2 separate regions of the Mus musculus genome follow, and region 2 is linked to region 1. A link is a contact called in public Hi-C data. All regions are on one chromosome and are shown on one strand. The core of a region is the stretch at or near the end of the contact, and the rest is flanking DNA. Distances in the headings are between cores, read along the strand shown.

The links. Hi-C and Micro-C count contacts between places; a contact is called where the count stands out from the background.
Region 2: a contact with region 1 is called in a Hi-C map of cerebellar granule neurons, with 3 times the contacts expected there. The contact joins two enhancer-like sites. A contact is called at or near these places in 1 of 39 promoter capture datasets (hippocampal neurons), 2 of 15 datasets of contacts at CTCF or cohesin (embryonic stem cells and pro-B cells), 94 of 484 Hi-C or Micro-C datasets (the BV-2 cell line, the Ba/F3 cell line, the C10 cell line and 49 more), 7 of 115 datasets of contacts at active chromatin or transcription factors (astrocytes, a beta-TC-6 cell line, differentiating embryonic stem cells and 1 more) and 1 of 9 other capture datasets (liver).

Annotation. Positions count from the first base shown.
Region 1 is chr1:23,820,478-23,823,177 of GRCm38.p6, reverse strand. The region is part of intron 2 of B3gat2 (beta-1,3-glucuronyltransferase 2 (glucuronosyltransferase S)); the gene reads right to left. Among named protein-coding and RNA genes, the nearest start is that of B3gat2, 60 kb to the right of the region's middle. Within about 2 kb of position 1,352, at least 4 of the 459 cell types and tissues checked have an H3K27ac peak or open chromatin away from gene starts, as enhancers often do. A contact at or near this core is called in cerebellar granule neurons and cerebellum, where this site is marked.
Region 2 is chr1:24,247,610-24,250,326 of GRCm38.p6, reverse strand. All of the region lies in intron 37 of Col9a1 (collagen, type IX, alpha 1), which reads right to left. Among named protein-coding and RNA genes, the nearest start is that of Col9a1, 71 kb to the right of the region's middle. Within about 2 kb of position 1,401, at least 29 of the 459 cell types and tissues checked have an H3K27ac peak or open chromatin away from gene starts, as enhancers often do. A contact at or near this core is called in cerebellar granule neurons and cerebellum, where this site is marked.

The DNA.
Region 1 (2,700 bases), core at 103-2,602:
ACTTCCCCCAAAGGTCTAGGATGGGCCCCAGAGTCTAAATCCCCTGCCACCTGGTTAGATGATGAAGCCTAATGGTTAGAAAAAGTTGTGTCAACAGAAACTACACTGTGAACAGAGGTTTAGTGTCTAATAACTCCAGTTCCTAAAACCAGAACTTGCCCAAATAACACACCTAGCGTTGATGGAATCTCAGGAGTCATTCTATCCTAACCTCTCCCAGGAACCTCTTCTTGTAGGCCTTTTGGCTTCATATATCCACAACACCCTTGATGTTCCTGTTCTCTCCAAACCTCTATGCTCTTCAGAGATAAAACGTCCTGTCTGCTCTACTGGAAGCCAACTTTCCTCCATTTTGATGACAGTTTGTTCTTACTGGGTGTCGCCCCTGTGGACTCCTGTCTTCCATACTGCCCGTGCTCCTGACTCTACATTCACCATCACCTACAGCCTGTGACGCCTGTGGTATTTAACAACCAGACGCACAATCTATTTCTCTGTCCTTTCTTTCCTCTACCATCTTCCCTGGTTCTGTCTCCCAGGATACAACCCCAGGCAGCTCCATGTTCCCTGAATGAAAGAGTCCTTTCTCAGGAATTTCATGTTCTCATGGTGGTTGGACTTTCAGGCATCAGGAAGATGTACCTGGAAAGCCACATGTGAGAAACACTTCATGATCATTTTGTGTCCATCATGAAATATCTAAAGCATCAAAAGTGACCGGGATATCACTTAACGGGCGTCTGGCTTTGTATATGAACACATCAGTACAATGGAGTCTCAGAAGCCATACTTGGCCTAGGAATCCCAAAGTGTGGCTTGTGTGTCTGTCTGAAAAGCTCAAATTTATGGAACATGCACCAGCCTTAGCTGATTAGTACCAGAAATGTGGCACATTCAGTTTGGTGTTTTTATCAGAAGAGAGTATCCACTGCACGCCAGACACTCACCCAGAAATTGTTCATGCCGTTATTAACCGAGTACAATGTTCGCCTTGCTGCTTCCTGGAGTTAATGCTAAGGTAATGTAAGGTCAACATAAACATGATCAAAATATACTTTATGGAAACATTTTAATATAAAAATGAAATATAGACATTTTAATATAACATATATGTATAATTCAATATAAGGCTCTCAGCATTAAGTTCTGAATTTAAGCAAATCTGGATTCCCTGGAGTGGCTTCAAATTACCTTCAGCTCAGCTCTTTCAAGCAATGTTCGTTACTGACATTTCCGCAGAAGTGGCCGAAATGAGGCTGTCACTTGAAAGTAATTCCCTGCCCACAGAGCAGACCTAAAATGCTGCGTGGACTGCCTGTTTGAGTCAGTTGTCAGATGCCAGAGTTATTCTGGGAATAGAAGCCTCAGGCACAGCCCTGTAGAATACTCCAGGGTTCCCATTGTCTTGGCAGAGCAGTGCATACCCAAAGCCAACAGCAAGCCACAGGCCGGCCTCCTGCAATGCTTCCTCTCCATCTCAGAGGGATGTTAACTTAAGGGGTAATGATTAGAGAGTTTTAAAAATGCCCTATAGAGCAGATCCTTTCCTTTAAAATAGTAGTACCATGTCACCTTCAAGAAAATATCATGCCACGTCTGCTTCTGTCTAACATCATGCACACAGGAAAACTTCAAAGCAGTGTCTTACGTTATCTGACAGATTTTCAGCATCAGGAAAGTCCAATGCGACACCAGAAGACAGTCTGAAGGCTGTATGGAGGACACGAGGCAGGCAGGAGCATCTCTCCTCTATATCTGATATTTACAGGAGCTTCAGTGCTGGGCTAAGCTATGGCTTCACCAAAACACCAGCATGCTGGGTTCTGAGCACTGCTGCTGGCCATGCTCAGGAGCAAAAGCAATATAGTCCACAGTGATTCCACGCTATATGGCTTCTCAGTCAGCCTGATAAATACTAGAGATACCCGAAGTGCAAAACATTGTCATAAACAACTGCCACGGAGCCACTGAACACCATTTTCTCTGCAGGATGCAGCTTCTGGCTTCCTTCTCCCACTTTAGAGATTATCATTCACGCACACTTATTCATCCATAGCCATTCATTCATTCTCATATTCATTCATTCATTCATTCATTCTCATATTCATTCATTCATTCATTCATTCATTCATTCATTCATTCACTCATTCACTCTCCCCTTCCCTTTCCTTCTCCCCTCCCTCTCCATACTAACACGAAAATGAGGAAGAAAGTACCTAATTCATGGGCCTAAGGACCTGAGAGCTCTTCTCCCTGTTTCTTTTTTTTTTTCACCATTTTTTTTTGTTGGATAATTTCTTTATTTACATTTCAAATGTTATCTTCTTTCCCAGTTTCCCCCCTCCCAGAAACTTCCTATCCCCTCCCCCTGCTTCTATGAGGGTGTTCCTCCACCCACCACCCACCTCTGTCTCCTCACCCTCAATTCCCCTACATTGGGGCATCTATTGAGCTTTCATAGGACCAAGGACCTCTCCTTCCATTGATGCCTGACAAGGCCATCCTCTGCTACATATGCAGCTGGAGCCATGTGTATTCCTTGGTTGGTGGCCTAATCCCTGGGAGCTCTGGGGGGTCTGCTTGGTTGATATTGTTGTTCTTCCTATGGGGTTGCAAACCTTTTCAGCTCCTTCAGTCCTTTCTCTAACTCCTCCACTGGGGACCCCATGCTCAGTCCAATGGATGGCTGTGGGAATCCGC
Region 2 (2,717 bases), core at 152-2,651, 430 kb before region 1:
TTATAGGTGGAGGTACTCCCATTCCCCCCCCCCATCCCAGGGTTTTCAGTCTTTTTCCTATTTTAGTGTTCTAATTACATACATCTTAATGTAATGAGCTGGACACATTAAATGGTATTATTGTTATATAGCTCACATATTTTGAAATTAAGGTAGGTGAGGGAACCTATTTTTCAGACATCTCATTCTTCTGTGGGTCTTACATCACACCCTCCACAAAGCAGGGTCAGAGGGCAAACCATTTGCAAGGTTTAAGAGAGGATAGTTATCTTTGAATGTATGCATCTCAAGGCTGCTGTTGAGCAACAATGTGGTATTCCCAATAAATTATCCCGTAGGCTCTTATCCAACTATCAGTTGCGATGAAGGAGGTGGTCATCCATTTCCTCCAATGGGAGAGGGGCTTTCCTTCATCCCCGGCACTTACAGGTAAGGCTGTCACAACAGCTCCTGTAGCAGAGAGTTCTACATCACCTGACACTAGAGACAGTTAACAGTTAACTGGATTTCTTTTTTAGTTTTAAAAATAGGCCACATCTAATTGCATGTTAAAGGCGGTTTTCATGCACTTTGCCAATAAGAATGTCCTGCTGAGATATGTCAAATCTGTCTTAAAATCAAACCAAGACCAGGAGAAAATGACTATGCTCACAAAAGGAGTCAAAGACAATGGGGGCTAGACAGGTAGCATAGATTAGGTCAACCTCAGCCCACAGGCCAAACTGTATTTACACATATTTATATATAAATAGCTGTATTAGAACACGGACATGCTAATTTGTCTGCATACTATTTGTATCTGTTTCAGGAAGGCAGAAGACCAGGATCTGAAGAGCCCTCACTATGCCTTGACCACCCTGTGGGTCTTTTAACTACACTAACTACCTAGTGACTACACAGCTTCCTGAAATATCAGTGACCCCACTGCCAGAAAGTTTTCATGATTTTAAGAATTTAAAAGAATGTGAATACCATTCTCCATGTGGACACTAGAGGGCAGGCATGCTACACTGATGTAAGCAGAGCCTTTTCCCCTAACACTTGACAGAATGAAACAACAGTGCATACACAGGCATGATGGAGAAAGACATGCAAATAATTGTCTGTGTTAAATAGGCGATCTGGTGATACATGCAATGACTATTTAATTGTTGGGATTGTTCCCCAAAGATACACACACACACACAAAGCTTACTTGTGTGGTATTTCACGAGATTCTTCAGTTAATTTATTCCTTTCTCTAGTGGGTTTGTATGCACAGGGAAGTCAGGATTTATTATTACATATTTTTCCTTGAAATGCTGTGAGTGCTGAGTTACTGGTCACACGTGGGCAGTTCAGTGGCAGCAGGCATGCAGGGATGTCCCTTAATGAGATGACCTAGCTGAGCAGCATTAGCTAGCTCTGGTGAGAAAAGGAAGAGGGAGGGAATTCAAGGCCCGGGGGTTGTTTATAAGATCTGCACAGCTCTGGGAGAGAGGCAGATTAATAAGCTAGAGATATGCCTTCATCACGTAACTATGGTGACAGGGACAAACTAGTCACACTGGACAACCTGTCGTTTTGTCAATTTCATGAACCTAGACTCGAGAAACATAAATATTTCCCTCTACCACTTAGAATCAGAGATACCTCCGTCAGGATGTGTGACCTGAGCCAGTCTGCCTAGGCTCACATATAAAGAAAGAGTCAATCACAGCACAATCACCTGAATTCTCAGTGTGAGGCTTAGCCAGGCCCTGCTCTATGGCTTTAACGTGTGTCAGCATGAGTAGAAATCCTCCTAGAATAGCCCATAAGAGTGTGTGGTTCTGACTGCTATTCCACAAAAAGGAACTGAGAGCAGCAGTCACTGGAAATAAGGAAGAGAAAGGACCACAAGTCCTAGGAGCCTGTACCCAGGACCACAGCCCTTACATAGCTGCCCCTCCTACCTAGTTCAAGTGTAACAAACTACGCAGCATATGTCTGCTTTTAAGTAACAATACACTATAGCCAAAATGATAATCACCGTTACACGAATGACCTATGGTCTATAATAAGCAATGTCATAGTAACATCCCAGAACATGCAATAGCTAACCGTGAACAAACTGAGACATGCTGCTGTGAAAGGAGACAGGGGGCAAAAAATGACACAGAAACAAAACAGGGATCCTAGGAACTGACCGATAATGAAGGTACATGTTACAGATTTAACTTTTTAGGTATGTTAGTTTTACACAAACAATGACGAAATGATCTTCTTCTACTCCGTAGGATTTAAATCCAGAATTCAACAATGGGGACAAGCAAGAAGTGTTCTTTGAATGGAGACCATCACAGAAAACCACAACTGCACACACCACAGAGATCAAATGATCATGGAAACCCGGGCCCCAATGGATATATCTACATCACAACCCCTGAATCTATGGCTCAGGGAACATGGAAGACAGGACAAAGATAAAAAGAGCAGAAAGGCTGTTAGAGCCAGAACTCCAGGAAATGTGCTCTGAAACAATGTCTTCTGGAAATGGCTACGTAAACAAGACAAGGATAACAATAACAATGAACATCCTAATGTGGACTGGGGAAAGTTCTACCTACCCCAGGTAGTTTGTCCCGGGTCCCACCCCAGGACAAAGAACTACAGGCAACTAACGCTGGCTGGGAATTACCCTCTCCCCAGGATCAGCCCCATAGCCTGTCTAAAGCAGACCGGTTGTTCCTTAAACC